2 separate regions of the Mus musculus genome follow, and region 1 is linked to region 2. The links are chromatin contacts, called in public promoter capture Hi-C maps. All regions are on one chromosome and are shown on one strand. The core of a region is the stretch at or near the end of the contact, and the rest is flanking DNA. Distances in the headings are between cores, read along the strand shown.

Region 1 (5,269 bases), core at 2,712-5,211, 270 kb before region 2:
ATCTGCCGAGGTGGGGCCTGGCCATGTGAGGATCTAAAGTGGGGCTCGTGCTCACTCTTGAGGGGTTAGGGTACCCACCCAGCCACCCACTTGTCACAGGTTTTAAAAAGGAGGGACAACTTCTAACCATACAGTTTCTCCCTTCAAGGAAACTGAGAAGTTCTCTCACAAACAAGATGAAAATATTCCTTGGCAGGAACAACTGGAGAGTGAGAACTCAGGCACAGAAGCTATGACCCATGTCCTGGGTCATCCTTTTGATATAAACAGGACTCTGTATAAAAACTGTAGAGCAAAAAGTAGCCAGTCTATGGGGCATGAATCTAAAACAGATGAGGACTAAGTATAAAAAGCAAAGACTTTAATCACGCAGTGGAGGCACAGTGAGACCCTACTCTTAACCACCCCACCCTACAGACATCACACTGACCTACACCCAAATGTGTGCAGACCTGGGGACTGCAGGCTAACCAGTAACCAGACACTGCTCAGCAAACCGGACCCTGCCCATCACCTCATGGCTAAAGGGTCAGCAGGGTACAGCTCACATGGTAGAGCACGCACAGAACAGTCACTTGTGCCCAGCCCTGCACCTTGGTCACCTGCTCAGAGACCCTCTCCTGCCGGGACTGATTTTAAAGAAATCTGGCGCCAGGCCAGATTCTAGGCTGAGCTACAGGGAAGAATGTGGTTGAGGACTTGATGCGAGTGCAGACCTAGTCATTGAAGCCACCCAGACAGAGACTGTGACCCTGGGCCCACTGCAGGAGGCACGGCTACCATCTACATGAAAACCTTTGAGGTCACAGGAGAAAAAAACCTGAAGCACTCTCTACTGGAATGCTAGAGGCCCCGCAAACTGGGTTCCTGGAGGACAAGGATGCAGGACTCAGGATCCTGCATCTGAGGCCAAATTTGTCTCTGCTAGGTGAGATGGCTTGGTCTCCATCAGTAGTATAAAAGCACCTCAAGAAGACCAACGCATACATAAGGCAGAGGTCAGGCTTGCTGCAAGTCCCAGGAAGAGTCTAGACATGCCGGGCTATGCTCACAGGGGACTCTAGTGAGACGTCACTTGAGGCTAAATAAATAGAATGAGCAGTTACACTGTGAGCCCCAGGACTATTTTTTTTTATGTCTACTGCTTCAGTGATTTTCTGTCAAAAAATGCTAACAAGCATCAAAGTCCTTAAGAGCTTTACAATCTTTCAGTTTGTTCACCAATACATTTCCTGCAGTGTATTTGTTTCCTAGGCTCATGTGACACGGCCCTCGATCATGCCTGTCTACAGCCTGATGGATCTGCTGCCACTAGGCACCTGGCTCAGCTTCACCAAAGACCTGTTAGGGATTTCTCACCAGAAAGCACGGAACAAAGGTAGAGATACAGTATCTGGTGGGAAATGAGCAGGCTGGCCTGGATCAGCAGGCTGGGAACATGAAGCCTGCATCACCCCACCCCATACTGCCCTTGTGTCCACGACAGCCCCATTCCCACTGTCCTCCTGCCCACAGAAACCAGGGCCCTAGACTGACACAGCCACCACCAGCAAGTGACCTATGGGATTAGGAGGGATGGCCAGGGCAGATGATTGCAAACACAGGCCCCTGCAGGCTTTGGGTACAGTGACCGTAGAGTCTGCCTTACTGCATGTTGTCCATCGTTTTGGAAGTGGAGGACACCTGGTGGGTGGGGGGGGGGATGACACAAGCAGGGTCACGGAATCAGGTGTCACAAGCTGGAGCAGATGGGTGGTGCCACATGGCTGTGGCTGGAGGTCAGCAGGGCCCATGCTCCTCGCTGACCTCAGATGAGGCTCCCCCCCCCCCCCCCCGGGTCCTCAGCCCATGTGCTCTCCCTTAGAAGACAATGAGGTACAACAGTTCTCAAGCTGTGGCTGCAGACTCCTTTCCAGGAGGAGAGTCAAATGACTCTTCCACAGGGACCGCCTAAGATCACTGGAAAACAGATGTTTACATTATGATTCACAACAGGAGCAACATTACAGTTAGGAAATAACAACACAACTAATTTTCTAGTTGGGGTCACTAAGATGTGAAGAACTGTCTTAAAGGGTCACAGCATTGGGGAAGTTGAGAAGCAGTCCTCTAGTACCAGACACAGGAGCAAGTGTGAAGCCCAAGGCTCCATTTTAGGCTTTGCACCTTCTGTGACCTATGGGTCCACCTGTAGTTGGAGCCTGGCCCCAGAAGCAGCCCAGAGTCCAGATGGGAGGAGGTTTCATCATTGTAAACCGGACACTGTCAGCACACTGCAGGGAAGGCACTTGGTACTGGAAGCCACGGTATTGGTTTGAAGGGACACTCAGGGACAAGACACTGCCTTGTGGGCAGCAGGTGAGCACCTTCTACTCTCACCTGCTACACCTGTGTCTTACTGACAAGTCTGCTCAGATTCCCCGCCCGTGTCAGAGGTCAGGTCCACAGCCCCACTTCTATTGATCAGAAACAGTTATTTACACGAGGAACTTCAGGTAAAATTCCCAGTCGGAGGTTTTGCAAAAGTTGTCTCATAGGCTGTGAGCTGTCTTTACTTTTGCATCAAAACAAAGGTTTCATTTGAGGATTACTGCCTTCCAATACTTGCTTCGATCACTTCTCCCTCAGGTTTGTAAGCACATAGAAATGAATTTCCATAGTCTCTGGTGAAAGTTGGACTTTATTCATAGCAAATGGTCAGCTAAGGGCCACTGTTCCCTTATGCAGAGCATACCCTTATGGCTCAACAGCCTGGACACCTCCGTCAAAATCAAAGGTGGTATGTCCCTGTAATCCCAGCCCTCAGAAGCCTGAGGCCAGCCTGACCCAGTGGATTTGCAGAGTCCTTTCCAGCCCTCTGCCTGTTTTTCCGGGTTTATACCTACACTCCATCGGTTTGCCCACTGCAGATTTATAGGAAGTCTTGATCAGGCAAGATGAGCCCTCAACTGTCCTTTGTCAATGTTGTTGAGGCCACTGTAGGTCCTTTATACTTCCATATAAAACATAAATGCAGATTTCTGATTTCTACAAAACCTCTGCTCCAACATTGATTAGAATCACACCGGAGCATCATGCCAATCTTGGTAGAACAGACACGTCAATACCACTAAGCATTCCCCGAGCCTGGGACAGCTCCACATACTCAGGTCTCACTAATTGGTATAAGCTGCATGTGATGGCTCTCAGGATGCAGGTCTTAGAGAGCACTGACCTAAGACAGTTCTGAATAGTTCATACTTTGGTGCTATTATAAAGGGTAATGTTATCTAAATTTCAGCTTGCAAGAGAATCATTTACAAGTTGATAGCTTGCAAGCCATTGGACACAGGACAAGATGTCAAAGACCTAAACAAAGTACTTCCATGTTAACAAGCCCAGTCCTGGTCGCTTGTGAGAGTACTGCACCCTGGTGGCTCACTGAAGGAACCTCGCTCTCATTATTCCAACACACTCCATTAAAGAAGTTGATCCTATACCTCAAACAGATTGTGTTTGTCTCTGGGTTGGATTCTCAAACCACAGCCTGAAAGGTAAAAGTGTGTCCATAGGGGCATGGAGTAAGCTGGATGGAGGAGCAGAGGCCATGTGGAAAAGGACTAAAACAGCTTCATTTATAGGACTGGCCACACTCCATCTGGTTGCCACATCCCATGAGGACACTGGAGTTCCCCCTGGTCTCTACCCACCTAGGTCTGACCTTGCATCTCTTTTGTGAAAGGCAAAAGACTGAATTCAAGAAAAATAACAACAAACTGGGTTCAGTCACTATTGCTAGACTGCTCTATAAATTCACTTTAATATGAATTTAAGGCTAGATCAGATAGGTCTTTAAATTAGTAACAACCAGCCTGTCCACAGATGAATGTCCTCCCATTGTCCCCCAAATCTTACAGCTGTCCCCACCAACTACCTAGTCACACTCTACTTCCTTCTTTGATGCTCTAAGCATAGCAAAACTCTGACTTCCTTTCTCCCTGTCAATCATGGTCAGATAGTCTATGTGCCAGTGATGGGAGCCCCTTCCTGTGCTGCCTGATGCAATATTTGCTCCCTGAATGCCAGGTGCTTCCTATATGTCCTCGTGTGTTGGCTTAAGTGTCTGTTCCCTTCCATGTAGTATGTAACATGGTACATGTTATATGTTGTTGGCTCTGGAGCCCAATTGAAAGCACAGGCTTCCGCTGCGCTGTGCTCTGCGTGGGTTACTAAATTCCCTTGGCTCTACTTGGGCTAAGGAACGGCTCGTGCTCAGTAGCTGCAAGGACCCAGCTAAGACAGTGCTGGCCACTAAGGGCTCCTTGGCAACTGCCTAGCTCGTACTAGAGCTTGCACAGTGATGTCAACCTGGGATGTCAGTTACTGAACCCAGCAAAGCACACAAAATGATACCATAGGAACCCAGCTAGCTCTGGTAGGGTGACTGGCCAGTAGGACTGACAGATGCAGCTGCCTACAGACAAATGTTGGGGCCTCAGCTGTGCTCCACACAACCCTTACTGAACTATCTGGCACAGAAAGACCCTTGTGTGGGGGTCGGGGGAAGGTACATTAGCAAGGTGAGCTGAGGAAACAACACTCCACACTGATACATCTATGTCCTTCTTTGTAAGATGCTTCTTTCGCAGCTCCTCATCCTAATGCATTCCCAGAGTCTGGGCCAACGTCTCAACCACACCCTCTATATTCAACAGCCCAGAACACAGGTCCTGAGGGGCAGAAGCGAGGGTAGCCATCCTTGTGTCTTGGGCCAGCAGCAGGCTGAACACACAGGAGCACACCCTGGTTTTCGAGGGCTGACAAACTGGCTATACCTCATCCTTAGGTCAGGTAAGCGGGTCCAAGATCTTGGCTGAGCCTGGCAGACTTTGGTTGCTGAGAAGCAAACCCATGGCTCTGTCCTCTAAGGGTATGGGTGGTGGTGTTCCAGAGTTCCTCCATGTGGTCATTTGATGAGCCTCCCTATGGCACAGGGCACATGCACCTCCCTCTGAGACTTTTGTCCGACTACTGCCAGAGGTGAGTTGAGCACCACTTGCCCAGCAAAAAGCAGCCCACAAGAGAATGCAACATTCTCATCTAGTCATGGGGATCTGGCATTCAGGAGGCGAGTGCTACCGAGCAGTCACTACATTATCTCAGGGGAGCAACCATGGGTATGCAAAGATGACTTGGGCTCTGGTCATCTCCTATTCCAAACCTGGTATTGGTGGATTGGTCGTGTCTCCACAGTACCGAACCTGGGGGAGAGTAACACTGGAATGATGTT
Region 2 (5,159 bases), core at 1,091-3,590:
GTGCCAGAACTTTTGGGCTGTGCTGTGTGTGTGTGTGTGCCTAAAGATTTAGATGAATGTTCAAACCCAGGAAGTGCAGAGGCGGTTCCGTGGGTGAAATGTCTGCTGCACAGGTGTGAAGACCTGAGTCTGTCCCCCAGGCACGCGTGTAGAAAGCAACAGCAGGGGCATGCACCTGCCACCCCAGCACTGTGGGGAGGGGGCAAAGACAGACAGATCCTAGGGGCTTGTTGACCAGACAGACTAACAGAAATAGCAATGTGCAGTGAGAGAGGCTGACTCAAAGATCAAGGTGCAGAATAAGACATATGAAGCCATCTCTAGCCTCCAGATGTGCACACAGAGGCAAATATACCCATACATGTGCATATAAACTCCTTCACAATAACATTTACAATGTCCAGAATCACAGCATAGTTAAAGAGCTAGCTGCTCTCCACGAAGCATAGTTAAAGAGCAGTCATGCTCAGACTCCACAGCTTCTGTAGATATGTCCAGATCGAGTCTTAAGCCACTGGTTACTGTCAGTTCTAAGAGTCTGTCACCCTCAGGAGCCCATTAATGTTCCCCGAGATACAATGACATATCTCTGGAGGATGTGTGAGCTGGTCTGAACACGTTCTCATCCTCTCTACACACAGCACCACACAGTTCCCATACACATCAGCTGCATGAATGGGCGTCACACACCGCCCATGAGCTGCGTGTCCTATTCTGCCAAGTGTGTTCAGTGACACTGGTCTGTCTGCTCTGCTCCTATACTATGGCTTGGTCCGATATACCCTAAACAATGGATTTAGAACAGACAAGCACATTAGGATGCTGTGCTTCAGAGAGTCATGAAATAACTTTACAGCTCCGTGGGTCAGGCAGTCTGCCTCAGCAGAGCCTTACCTGACTGCGGGCCATGGCTTCCTGTGCTTTTTCTCCTTGACGTTTAGCGCTGCCTTGAGATTTGGCGGCAGCTCAACAGCCAAGAGCTTCTTCTCTTGAATCTCCACCTGCTCATTCTCCACAATCTCCTGCCTCAGCTTCCAGAAGCGTCTGATCTCCTCCTTACTGGGCCATATCTCGGAGGCGGCGTTGGATTTGCGGAGCTCACTCAGGTCTAGCCTTTCCATAGGTGGGAAGAAGTCAGCCTTCTCCTTCTCCTGGTCTGGGTCATTAAGGCTGTTCTCACTAGGTGAGCCTTTACGGGGCAGAGGGAGCACGGGATACTGAAGGTCATTGCTGCCCATCTTAGGTGCTGAGACTTCTGGTGGAATAAAAAGACATTTCAGTGTTTGTGGAGTCAATCTTCACTATCAACTTGTCTGGATTTAGAATTACCTCAGAGATACATCTCTGGGTCTGTGAGGGTGTTTTCAGATAGGCTTAACTGAGGAGGGAAGACCCACCCTCAATGTGGGTGGCACCATGTTATGAGCTGGGGGCCCAGATAGCTGAGCACCAGAGTTCATCTCTTTCTGCCTCCCAGCTGCAGACACATTGTAACCAGCTGTTTCAAGTGCCTGCTGCCATGACTTCCCCAGAGGGACTATCTCTCCTCAAATCCTGAGCCAGCATGAGCCTTTCTTCTATAAGTTACCAAAATAGGGTGTTTTGTCACTCCAACACGAGACTCTACCTACAGCAGTGGCCAGTAAATCAATGCCACTCTAAGGATCAGCTAGTGGCCAGGTCCAAGGCCTTTGTTTCTTTGCTCAGATGTCTGGGAAGTGAGAGTCCACTCAGGTCTGGACTTGCTGGATCCCACAGGCTGCCACAGACCCACAGCAGCTACTTCGTGGGGGATGGACACACTCTGTCAAAGGCCCTGAGCTTCTTGCACCTCCTCCACCTACTGCATCTTTTGGTCCATGTGCAGGAGGCATCCTCGCCGCCATTATGGGCATTTCTGCTCCCCTCCCCCAAGATATCTTAAATCTTTATTTCAATTAAAAGCTAGCCCATGTGCTTGTTGTTCTTTGGCGATGCTTTGCTGACTTTTAGCTCTGAGGAAAAACAAGTCCAAAGACTGCCAAGGTAGTGTAGCACCAGCCCAGAGGGGACACAGGCTGCAGACTTGCCCTCAGGCACCATGAGCCAGGATGCGCAGGACTGGACAGGAGCTAAGCAGAGTGAGCTCTACCGTCTAGCATCTTCTGGTCTTAGGTGGCAAACACCTTGGCCACTCTTTGACTATTGATCCTCTCCTTGCACTTACATAAAACATGTCAGAACAGGAGTGACTTCCAGTCCCAAACCTTACCCCAGAGCCAGAGTGTCACACTGACTTCTGTCATCTGTCAAGTCATGCGGACCTGAACCCCCACAGCTGTCCCGGTGACACTTCTTGCACCATTTCCTGGCGCCAGACCCAGTGTCTTCCTGTAAGTGTGGTGTATTCAACTTCCTGTGCCGTTAGTCTCCTCCGGCCTCGAGGAGAGCTTTTCCTTTTTCTCTTTCGTGTATTTTCACTTCTGAATGAACAGAATGCTTTTTCACTGGGGTCTGACATGCATGCCCTCAAGGATTCTGCACCATTTGCCCCAGGTGTTGCCTCAGACCTGCTCCAGAGCCCCTAGTACAGTAGCTGCTGCTTCCAGACTCTCACCCCTGTCTCTCTGGATTCTGGTTGCTCCTGCCCCCTGCCCCCTGCCCCCTGCCCCCTGCTCCTGCCAGGCATGCGGTGCCTTCTATTCTGCCTTTCCTCTCTTATCCTGTCCTTGTCAAGCTGTCCTTTAGGAACTTAGGCTGCCATTACAACCTCTCAGAGTTCAGCTTTCCCCTAAATTATGTGCCTTCACATAGGCAGTCTAAGGCACTGGAATTAGGTGCCACCCAAGGAGGAGCCCTCAGCTAAGGTCCTGTGTAGGCACAGGAACCCTTGAGGCCTGGACTGCACACAAGAGTCCCAGGGCCTTGCTAAGGCACAGCTTCTCACCTTCCCTGCTGCCACTCCCTCTAATGTTTCTGGGTCACCTCTGAATCCACCCACAGGCCCTGGGATCCCTGACTCAGAGCTAGGGCCTGACACCAGCTAAGGCCCTTTATGAACGTGATTGCTTCAAAACACTTCAAGACACTCATGGTGGATGACCAAGGCAAAGACTGGTGCACCATTCCCTTCCCCTTCCTTCTCTCTGACTGCTCAATATGTTGACAGCATGGGGCAGTGCATGTATCTCCCACAAGGGTACAACCTGCTTATTAAGCCAGCTCTTAGTATCTAGGCAGGGACAGGGTATGTTTCATGGAGCTTTTTAAAATGCTGTCTGGAGGAGCACAAGGCCCTCTCAGAGCAGCTGCTTGCTTGGCTTGGAGGTAAAGACTGCTCCACTTGCCTTATCCCATGGACTCTTACCTCGCCTACCCAAACAGGCGTGTACTGCTCAGAGTGGATCTGAGCCAGGGCAAGGCATGGTGTTTGGGCCAGTGTATGGGCTAGTCTTTGCCATGCGAGCCCTACAGAAGCTGGGGAAGCCACACACACTCCTAGGTCTCATCTAGTGACAGAAAATTCTCTACAAACCTGGAAGCAACTCATCTCCAGGGAAGGCCTTCTCCACTGAGCAGATGCGTAGGAAGGTGAGGATGGCTACCAAGCCTTTCTGCACAATCAGGCGAGGAGGAAATTCCAGAGGGCAGTGTCTCAGGTTCAGTGCTGTCAGTGTAGTGACCTGCCCTGGAGTGGAGGGGAAATTTCAGTCCTCTGCCCACTTCTTGGAGAGGGACTCAGGAGGGAGAGGAAGGCAGGTGGAGTCAGGGAACTCCTGAGTTCAACGTTATCTTCAGCGATATGGGGAGTTCCTGAGCCAGCTTGGGCTACAAAAGACTGGCTCAGAAGAAGGAAGAGGATGAAGAAGAGGATGAGAAAAAGATGGGGAAATGGGTAATGAGAATTGACAGTTGTTTATTCTTCTGTTTCTGTGGATACAGGGGCTCACTCTACTATTGCCCAGACTGGCCTAGAATTCACTGTGTAACCAAGGCTCTTCTCAGACTCACAGCAAACCTCCTGTCTCAGGTCCCAAGTGCTGGGATTACAAGCACGAGTCACCAAACCTGGTTGGATCAACAATGTCTAAGAACGTCTCTGGGATCCACTCCCCACCCCCGTCTCAAGGCCAGGTGAAAACCAACCGTTGCATCTGTATTTGCTCATGTGAATGACAGACCACATCGCGGTCTTTCCTTCCTCCCATGTTCATCCATTTGGCCACCTTCCCCCACATTCCCACTTCTAGGCAAGCTTCATGGCCAACTGATAATGTCAAGAGGACCAAGGGAAGATCTTCTCCCAAAGATAGCTGTCCATCTTTTTTAAATGCACAGTGCTTCAGTGACACAATGACATGAAGTCACTCCTGTCCTCGTGCTTGCTGCGTCCCTTCCCTTCCAGCTGCTCATGCCTCCTGCATTTTAGTGACTGCGATTGGGTTGCATACAGTTGGCTTCTGTGCTTTTAATCTGGCCCGAGTCTCTCTGCCTTTTTAATAGCAGAGCACCACTCACCACAGGAAACTAGCTGGAGAATCTCTAGTTTTGTATAAGCCAAGGAGCAAGCTCTGCTAATCTTTGTAATTAACTGGGCTGGTGTGGAATCACCCAGGAGACACCACTGGTGTGCCTATAAGGTGTCTCCAGAGAGGTTTAACTGAGGGGAGGGGACCTGTCCTGAGCCTGGGAGGCGCCATCCCATGGAACAGGGCCCTTGACTGAGAAGCAGACAATGAGCGGCAGCATTCCCTGCTCTCTGCTTTCTGACTCAACCCAGCTGCACAGTCCACTCACAGTGAACTCTGCCGTGCCTTCTTTACCATGAGCCCAAACAATTCCTTCTGCCTTCAACCCTGTTCTTGTCAGGTATTTGGTCACAGCAGAGAAGAAAAAAACTTAAACCTCGCCCACAGGTGAATCATGCCAGAAAACACTGTTGTACTGAGTGACAAGCTGGACACCACAAATCAAGGCAGGCTTTAGGATAAAGGGCAGTTCAAATGTCCGTTAGAGAAGAGGGACTGAAGTCAAACCCCAAATTTCCAACTCAACAAAGCTGAAAGAAGAAGAAAGCAAAGCAACCTCAGATAGACGAAGATAAGAGTGAGTGGAGACTAAGACATATCAAGGTGTGAAGGAGACAAGCATGGCCTCATTTGCAGCAGAGGGAGTGATGG

The links. Capture Hi-C pulls out chosen DNA fragments and counts their contacts.
Region 1: a promoter capture Hi-C map of liver shows a contact between it and region 2. The contact joins two enhancer-like sites. A contact is called at or near these places in 11 of 39 promoter capture datasets (the HPC-7 cell line, cranial neural crest, embryonic stem cells and 7 more), 1 of 15 datasets of contacts at CTCF or cohesin (the NIH/3T3 cell line), 12 of 484 Hi-C or Micro-C datasets (B cells, the BV-2 cell line, adipose-derived mesenchymal stem cells and 8 more), 13 of 115 datasets of contacts at active chromatin or transcription factors (T-cell acute lymphoblastic leukemia, bone marrow-derived macrophages, embryonic basal ganglia and 10 more) and 4 of 9 other capture datasets (adipose tissue, embryonic stem cells, liver and 1 more).

The regions. Positions count from the first base shown.
Region 1 is chr7:139,491,288-139,496,556 of GRCm38.p6, reverse strand. All of the region lies in intron 4 of Inpp5a (inositol polyphosphate-5-phosphatase A), which reads right to left. Among named protein-coding and RNA genes, the nearest start is that of Gm33031, 89 kb to the left of the region's middle. Within about 2 kb of position 3,961, at least 7 of the 459 cell types and tissues checked have an H3K27ac peak or open chromatin away from gene starts, as enhancers often do. A contact at or near this core is called in the HPC-7 cell line, where this site is marked.
Region 2 is chr7:139,222,097-139,227,255 of GRCm38.p6, reverse strand. Lrrc27 (leucine rich repeat containing 27) reads right to left here. Exons shown (of 11, transcript NM_027164.1): 5 at 3,515-3,667; 6 at 895-1,255. Among named protein-coding and RNA genes, the nearest start is that of Gm32315, 10 kb to the left of the region's middle. Within about 2 kb of position 2,340, at least 91 of the 459 cell types and tissues checked have an H3K27ac peak or open chromatin away from gene starts, as enhancers often do. A contact at or near this core is called in the HPC-7 cell line, where this site is marked.